Regions from separate parts of the Gossypium arboreum genome. Here region 1 is linked to region 2. The links are chromatin contacts, called in public Hi-C maps. All regions are on one chromosome and are shown on one strand. Each heading gives the region's core, a stretch centred on a gene start, on an enhancer-like site or on the middle of the called end of the contact. The rest is flanking DNA. Distances are from core to core; before and after follow the strand shown.

Evidence for each region. Hi-C and Micro-C count contacts between places; a contact is called where the count stands out from the background.
Region 1: a Hi-C map of leaf shows a contact between it and region 2, with 2.2 times the contacts expected there. The contact joins the promoter of LOC108467903 here to the promoter of LOC108469067 in region 2. A contact is called at or near these places in 2 of 5 Hi-C or Micro-C datasets (both in leaf).

Annotation. Positions count from the first base shown.
Region 1 is chr8:36,135,075-36,139,604 of ASM2569848v2, forward strand. It overlaps LOC108467903 (rho GTPase-activating protein 2), which reads right to left and starts at 1,489. Exons shown (of 4, transcript XM_017768720.2): 1 at 792-1,489; 2 at 1-43. The coding sequence starts at 1,120.
Region 2 is chr8:35,926,340-35,930,947 of ASM2569848v2, forward strand. It overlaps LOC108469067 (probable indole-3-pyruvate monooxygenase YUCCA10), which reads left to right and starts at 3,233. Exons shown (of 4, transcript XM_017769960.2): 1 at 3,233-3,948; 2 at 4,271-4,504. The coding sequence starts at 3,337.

The sequences.
Region 1 (4,530 bases), core at 239-2,738, 210 kb after region 2:
TGAGCATTGCATTGATTCCGCTGAGACCCCAAACACACTCGCGCTGCAAAGAAAAAATATATTTGCAATTTAGGACTACGTGGTTAAAATATAGAGAAAATTGATAAAAGAGGATATTCTGGTTGGTCCTTCTACAATGCTCAAATTTGGGATTTAGTCCCTGTACTTTAATTTGCCATAATTTAATCCATTTTTTTATAATCCCATTAGATAGTTCAAATTTGGTTAAAATTTTGAATTTTTTTTTTTAAAAGCACCTCTTTTATCTGAAATGTATTTTTTGTGTTAAAAAAGAAAAATTCATGTTAGTATATTAACAGAAATAATTAACGGCCTTAATTATGCTAAGGCATCAAAACGATAATTTAACCTAAAATTGAATTCAGATAATTATTTAAAAAATTTCTTTGAAAATCCAAAATTTTTCACAATAAATATTGGTAGATATTTTTTTTAAAATGACTAAAACATTGAATCAAAAGATATCAATATATAAAATAGAAATTATTATTTTATAAAATTATATATAAATATATATATAAAGGTCTAACTAGAAATTATAGTTTAATTAAAATTTGCATATCTTTCTGGTGATTCCTTTTTAAGTTTCTAGTTACAAAAAGGAGAAAGAAAATTTTCATAAAAAATAATATGGTAAATTGCATTTCTAGTCCTCTAAAAAATTGACAATTCATAAAATTTTCACTCTAGCACTTCATATTTGTATTTTAAAAAAAATAAACGCTTGAAATATATTTAAAAAAGAAGAAGAAGCAACAAGCAGAAATTACCTAGCGGATGGAACCCGGCCCGGTACCTCAACTTGGAATTCAAGGGGAAGACCCAAGAACCCATTGAAGCGATCAAAGGTAACATGGCTTACGTGTCGTACGTTGGTTGGCCACCCGATTTCCATGTTATTAACGGCGGAATGCATCGCTTCATCTTCTCCATCAACACGACAGGACACCATGGATTTCCTTAAAGCGGCTAAAAGCAACGCCGCAACGGAAATCTGGTTCTGCTGCTGCTCTTCCACGGAGTTCTTAGCTCCTCGCTTCTTACCACTGCCACCACCACCGCAGCCACCTCCTTTGGTCAGCATTACTGGAGCAGTCATTATCTCAATCGGCTTTGGATTTCTCTTCCCTCTTAAGAATCACGAGGTTTTAAATTTGGTAACGAGTTTTTTGTTGTGTTGCATTTAAGTATAAGAGAGTTTGTAAGTGAAAGAGGTTTGATTTATTTATTTATTACTAACGGCCACTTGTTTTTCAAATTTTATCTTTTTACTTTATCTACAGTGAACATTTGCATTTGGCCTTGTGGTTGTCCTAATATTTCGAGAATGCCACGTACCAAAACGCACAATTATACGGACTTTTCTGGTTAAAATTTTCTTTTAGTCCCTCTATTATATGTAGCCTGTAGATTTAGTCTCTGCACTTTAATTTAGTCATTTTTAATAATATACTTATCACTTTTAAAATTTCAGTCTTCACTAAATAGTAATTGTTAAATTCATTAAGTTCTTCTATTTTCGAAGTTTGGTATTGCTAATCATTATATCAACTTGGTATTTTCATATTTTATTGGCAAAAACCAGTTAATGGATCCAATTGGAGAACATGAATTAAATCTATAACTTTATGTATAATACAAGACAATTTATAAAATTTAACTGTTATCTTTTGGATTGATATTATAATTTCAAAACCTAAAAGTATAGAGACTAAATTTGACCAAATCAATATATATAAATTGACAAAATTAAAATGTAAAAATTAAATCGAGAGTATAGGATTAATAATAGCATTTGACCTAATATTTTTATCCCTTAATATGTTTTGACTCGAAAAGTTTAATTACTTTTGGTTATATTATTAAATATATCATTAGAGAATTGAATTAAAATCAAAATTTTATAAAAAATTTACTCAAAATAAAAATTCACATATAAATAAATTCATGTTAAATTAAAATTGATTTAGTTTTAAGATATATCAAAAGAAAAAGAAAAAAACTCAATTACAGGTAATTTAACAAATTCATATAATATTATAGACAAATGTTAAATTTTCTTAACTAATAGTGATATGAAAAAAAATGTAATATAATAGACAAATACAGTTGAAATGTTAAAAATATATTAAAATTTGAAAATTTTAATTCAATAATATTTATTATTTCTTTGTCTTTACTTATTTAAAACATAATAACAATAATCATAAAAATTGATATAAGTATAATCTAAAAGGTAAACAACATCTAAATAATAAATTATTAGTAACTTTAAATTTTGGTGATTCAATTTTAAAAGTTATAAAATATCACTGAATCATTTAAAAATTCTCATTTAAGCCACTAAATTATACAAAAGTTTTTATTTAAGTCACTGATTATTAAGTATTATTTTAAAGTTCGGCTAGCGAGCTCTTAATAACAATTAGTACGGTCGATCAGTACCCATTGACAAGTAGAAGAATATATGTTAGATCCAAATCGATATGATGATCAATACTGAAGATCAAAGAAGAAAGTTGTTTGGTTTATAGATTTATGACATTCAAAGTTGTTTCATGAAAAAAAAATAAACTGTAGAAGAAAAAGAGAAAGGGAACTTTCGATTGGTGCAAGTGGTATGAACAGAGAATGCCATAAGTTATTACTAATTTTTAAAATTATCAGTCTATTTAAATTATATACACTCGACATAGGTTTTTTCACCATTGATAATTAATAAGTGTAAGATAAGTGAGACACAATTTAGTGTTTATTGGGGACAAAGTTAGGAATTTGTTATTGAAGTCAAAATAAAATTTTATTAGTATGGGAAGCCAAAGGTAAAATATATATTTTAAAAGACTTATATTTAATATTTTATAATTAAAAGGACTAAAATGGCATTATACCAATAATCTAAGGATCAAGGCCTTTCCTGCTGTTTATTATTTATAATTGATTTACTAATCTTTACTGTCACAATTATAATTAAAATCAAGATAAATGTCAAATTTATATATGAGATTTGCTTTAACATATATTTGATATATGAACTTTAATTGATTTTCATATGTATATATAAAATTTTAATTTTAATTCAATTATACACGTTTTAAAAATAAATACATACATTTATTTTTATATTGGAACAAAATAATTATTTATGTATATAATATATCAATGTAAAATGGTGCTAATTTGATAATATTGTAAATGATTTGTGAAAATTAAATCAAATTTTAAAATATAAAATTGCATGTAATTAAAGTTCACATATGATATTAGACATTGGATCAAAGTTTATGTATATAGTATAAAATCACTTATAAAATTAAAAAAAAACCAATTAGATTAAAAAAAATTAGTGCTAATAGCTTTTTATTTGTTTGATATCTGAAACCATTAATAATAGGGTGGTATTTTTAAAATACAAATATTAATCTATACAGAAATTAAAATACAGGATGTTTATGTTTTTTTAATTAAGTTTTGTCTTTAAATTTTAATAAAATATTAATTTTGGGGAAAAAATCAAGAGTTGATTTATTTTAATTTTTAAGGAATGAGAATTAAAAAGGTAAAAACTACTAATTTAGATTAATTAATGAAAAAACCCTAATAACAATAATTAAACAAAGAAAAGAAAACACATTACTCATTTCCCAAAGAAATCCTTGAAAAAACAACATTTGGCTCTTCAATGTTGTATGCTTTTGATTGGAAAATTAATATATTTTATTTATATTATATAATTAATTATAAAATTAATTAAATAAAGGCAAATAGAGCCGTTGACAAAAAATGACTGGAGCTTGGGATAAAAAGGAAAAGGACAATCTTTGATTTGATACTTTATATTTCCAATAAGGTTTACTTCCTTTTTTTTGTATGTCTTTCAATTACCTCATATTATGGTTTTATTCATAATTTGGTCCCTAAATTCGGATTAATCTTTACTGGCACCTCAATTATTAATTTTATCCTAGTTTACCAAAAAAAAAAAGCAGCCAGTAAGGACATGACACCTGGTGTATTTTTATGGGAAAACATATTCGTTTTGGATGAAATTGCACAAAATTGATAATTTAAGTAGACAAAAAATCTTTAAGGATCAAGGTAAAATTGAAGTGTAGTTTAGGGACTAATTTACTAATAAAGTTTAAGCATTTAAAACAGAACAGTATGCTCTACAAAAATATAAAATGATACAGTTACACGGATTAAACAATTTGCTAAATTTGGTCAAAATTTTCTATTAGTCCTTGTACATTTTTTAAGTTGTGCATTTAATTCTTGTATTTTAATTTAATCAATTTTAGCTCTTAGATTTTTTTTTGTGAGTAATGTGTGCAGATAACAATCTAGGATAACATTACACGTGTAATAATATGTCTGTCATGTTAGATTTTGGAAGTACCATAACCTAATGAATTTAACAACTTCTATTTAATAAGGACTGAATCAAAAAGTATATGGATTGAAAATGAATCAAATTGAAATATATAGACAAAATTCATAACTTATACA
Region 2 (4,608 bases), core at 1,983-4,482:
GCACAATTATAGTTATTAGTATATTTGAATTAACAATTCAATATACAAATAGATTGATAATGAAAATATATGAAAATTTAAACCAAAATAAATTTAGACGATTTGGTGAGACTTAAATTAGAATAAATATGAAATAACTCGCACATAAAATTCACTTGAGATCTTAAAATTTCGATGAGTCAACATTCTTAAAATAAGTCAAAGTCGCATAGGCAAAAATCTAAATATTTTAAATGAAAAGATAATATTTAAGTGTTATTTGAAATAAAGTAGTAAATATAAGTTATAAAATTTATTTGGTATCTCACTTAAAATTAAGTATGAAGTTTATTTAGTTTGTTAAATATAAAATTTAAAGTATGAAAAATTTTCTTTTACATTTTGCCTTTATTCTTTTAAAATCTTTTATGTTATTTTAAACAATGTGAATTTTAAATATAAACTCTTGAAAGGATAATATAACATTACTTTGATGGTTTTGTTTTTTATTTATTTATTAAGAAAACCTTTATGTAGTTTAATCACATAGTGAAACATGGCATAAAATACTGTTGATTGTCAATTAACTTTTAATTGAGTATTATTTATTTCTAAAATTTATATATTTTGAATTATTTATGTTTCTAAAATGTATATATTATAAAAATAATATTTTATAAATTTGAAATTTCTAAACTTTTATTTCGAAGATTTGTTGAATTTTTAATATATATTTTAATTTTTCGGTATAGTTTTGTTAAATTTATGTTCTTAAATTTGAATTTGAATTTTATACATTTATAAATATTTTTCTAAATAAATATAAATTTTAAAATTTTTATTTTTATTTTGAAATAAATGCGATTTTATTGTGATGTGAAAACTTTTAACCGAAGATGATAATTTAAATATCACTTCTATCCCAAAGAAAAAAAAGCAAAATAAAATTCGAAAAGGTATAATTTAAATATTAATTCATCATTTAAACCTTTTAAAAAATAAAAATAAAAGCATCGATAACAACAGCATAAAATAATCTGCCGTGTGTGGCATAGACGTCCCTAAAAAGTTGTATGGTTGGAAAAGCAACTGCAAATATCTTCAAATGTTTTATAATTTTAAGGTTAAATCCAAGAATTTATATCTAAATTATCCTCTACGGAATATTTATATAAAATTAAATATATTTTTAGTTGAAATAATAAAATTGAAGAAATCAAAGTCAATTCAAATTTCATTATATGCATGTACTTTTAGATTTTATATAAAAATAAAAATATCTTTAAAAATAATATTTATTTCAGATAAAAATATTTTTAAATATTATTTATTGTTTGGTATAAATAATAACTTTTAGTAGAGTAATTATTCTGTCTAATATTAATAGAGTAAAAATTCAACAAGTATATATAAGCTAATGCCAAGCGTTTTTTTTAATTATTATTTTATTATACTCTACAAACAAATGACATCAATTTAGATAGTTTTTTTTACTCCAGCAACAATATATAAAATAATTATATTTTTAAATAAATTTGGGATTAATTCATCATAGAAATTAAGTAAAATTTTAAATAATAATAGTATGAGTAGATATTTTTTCTTATTTGAATACAAAATTTATATTTTTATGACATTAAAATCGAAAATTATGATTTATTGTAATAACTATCACACCATATCCACTTATAATTAATTTTTATATAAAATTTAAAAAAATCTAATCTATGAGATTCATACAACAATGTCCTAGGTGTAACTAAAATAGATATTATATATAATAGCTTAAAATATGCTTTTAAGTACTTATTTTTTTTATATTTGAAATTTAATTTTTTATATTTTAAATTTTAAGTTTAATTGTTAATTCCATTTAAATTTTCTAATAAGTTCACTAATATGATATTTTAAAATAAAAATATATTCACTAAATAATCATTTATAACATTACATATTAGACAAAAATTCATGCGTAATTTTGAGTTTTATCCCTTTTATTAATGGTAACTAATTTTATGAATGAAACTTTAATTTAATAGTAGGGTTAAGATGCTTAGAATTTTGAAATCCCAAATTAAGATCCACTCTTTGTGTAAAACACATATAAATTTTTAAAAAATTTATTATAATTTAAATATTATCATGTGTGAGTTATATTTTAATTTTAAATTTATTCATACTTGATAAGAATTTAATCTTAAATATAATTAATGGAATAATTATAATTTTTAGGTTTGTAATTTATCCTCAAATTGGGGAAGGTGTCGGTGCCAAACTAATCTATGTGTACACCTAATATTCGTATATTTTGTTTAATTGGTACCAAATTTTGTATTTAATGAATAAAATTTATTTTATTTTGATGTTATTAATATTGGTTTTACAAGAAGATAGTATAATCCAAATGAAAGTGTGTATATCCTAAGAGCATAGGTAAATAAGTTTCCTAATTTAAAAGCACCGCAAGTCAAATCTCAAGTCACTACGTGTAATCACTGCAAATTAACAACACATCTTTATGAGTAATTAAAATATATATCATTTCCATCATTTTATATTTTTATATCAACTTTTGAAAAATACTTACAAATTATAATATCTTCATTACATCAACTTTTATTATTATAGCTAAAGCCATATTAATCTTTCTTGTAAATTTATGATATAAATTTTTAATTTAATATTTTAAAATACTCTTAATTAAATTAATGTCATGAGTTAATCAATATCAATTTATAGTTAAAAAAGCTTAAAACATATTTTTATATAAGGTAATAACTTTTATCTTTTATATAAAATCTTTAAATGAACACGTATTAGAATAACTAAAATCATTAAACTCATTTGTCCAATAACAATTTTATAAATCTTTAAGAAACAATTTTATAAAAGGTAAATTTTACTAATTTTCACTTAATTTGTTTGTCACATAACTATAAAAAGTTACAAAATAATTATCGAATTATTTAATTTTATTTTTTGGTCTCCTAAATTACTCAATGTGTAAAAATTAAGAATTAAGTTTTTCAAAATAAACGCTAAATTACCACAAAATATAAATATTAATGATTAAAATTATTATGTCAATTTTAAAACTGCCACTATTAATCAGTGATAAAATAATCTTAAAAATTATCATATACTTCTATTTTTAAATAGTTTACTATTATCTTTAACCACATTTATCAACCCTTGATCTTCAATCTAAAATCTCCAACCGTAACAAATAATTTCTCAATAAACAATGTGGTACTATAATAGTATAAATATCTGCCCACAGCTGTGTTTCCATCCCTAAGGCAGCGACCCATTCTGCTTGATATCGCGCTACTACATAGCCGGTCATTATAGTCGGGGATGCAAAAAGAACAGGTCATTATCGTCGGAGCGGGCCCTTCGGGGCTGGCCATGGCGGCTTGCCTTAACCACCACTCAATCCCATACATAATCCTTGAAAGAGAAGACTGTATCGCTTCTCTGTGGAAGAAATACGCCTACGACCGTCTCCACCTTCACTTAGACAAGCAATTCTGCGTGCTCCCTCACATGCCCTTCCCCGACTCTTACCCACGTTTCGTCTCCAGACAACAGTTCGTAAGCTACTTAGACGACTACGTTTCTCGTTTTAAGATCAGCCCTTTGTACCGTCGGACCGTCGAGTCAGCGGAGTTCGACGGAGAGACCGGGAAATGGATTGTTAAGGCCAGGAACTTGGGTTCCGGCGAGGTGGAGGAGTTGGAAGGGAGGTTCTTGGTGGTGGCTAGCGGTGAAACGAGCGACCCTTTTACGCCGGTGATTGAAGGGCTTAATACTTTCCCCGGCGATGTTCTTCATTCGACGCGGTTCAGAAATGGGAAGGCGTTTCAAAACCAGAAGGTTTTGGTTGTGGGGTCGGGGAATTCGGGCATGGAGATCGCTTTTGACCTTGCCAATCATGGTGCCCAAACTTCTTTAGTTGTTCGAAGCCCGGTAATTAACAAGTTGAACTTTGGTTCCATAGTCCTCGAATTTCACATAATTTATAATTTTATTAATTATTCTAATAAATTAATAGGATTATTTTTTTCAAATAATGTTGATATAAATCTTTTTGTGATGGAAGTTGTATCTTCAACTTGCTAATGATTTTATTAAAACTAAAATATTAAATAATGTGAAGGGGTCAACTAATGACTTGCCTTGATATCAAATCATTACCAAGGACTAAAACCATATTTAACTTGTAGTTGTTTGTAATGGTTGAAGTGATGAAACCGGTTAAATTACTTGCAATGGTTGATATGTTTTGCAGGTTCACATTCTTTCAAGGGATATGATTTACTTGGGGTTAATTTTGGTGAAGTATATACGGGTAAACTTGGTGGACTCGTTAATGGTGATGCTTAGCAAGCTTGTTTATGGGGACTTGTCCAAGTACGGAATCTACAGGCCCAAGGACGGTCCATTTTTCATGAAAGCTGCCTATGGAAAATACCCTATTACTGATATTGGTACATGTAAGAAGATCAAGTCCCAGGAGATTCGGGTAATATTATTTTCATTTTCTCTACCAATTACTATGTTACAACTTCCATTAAAAAAAAATGAATTTTTAATTATTTTTGTACATATGGTCAAATCAATCGAACT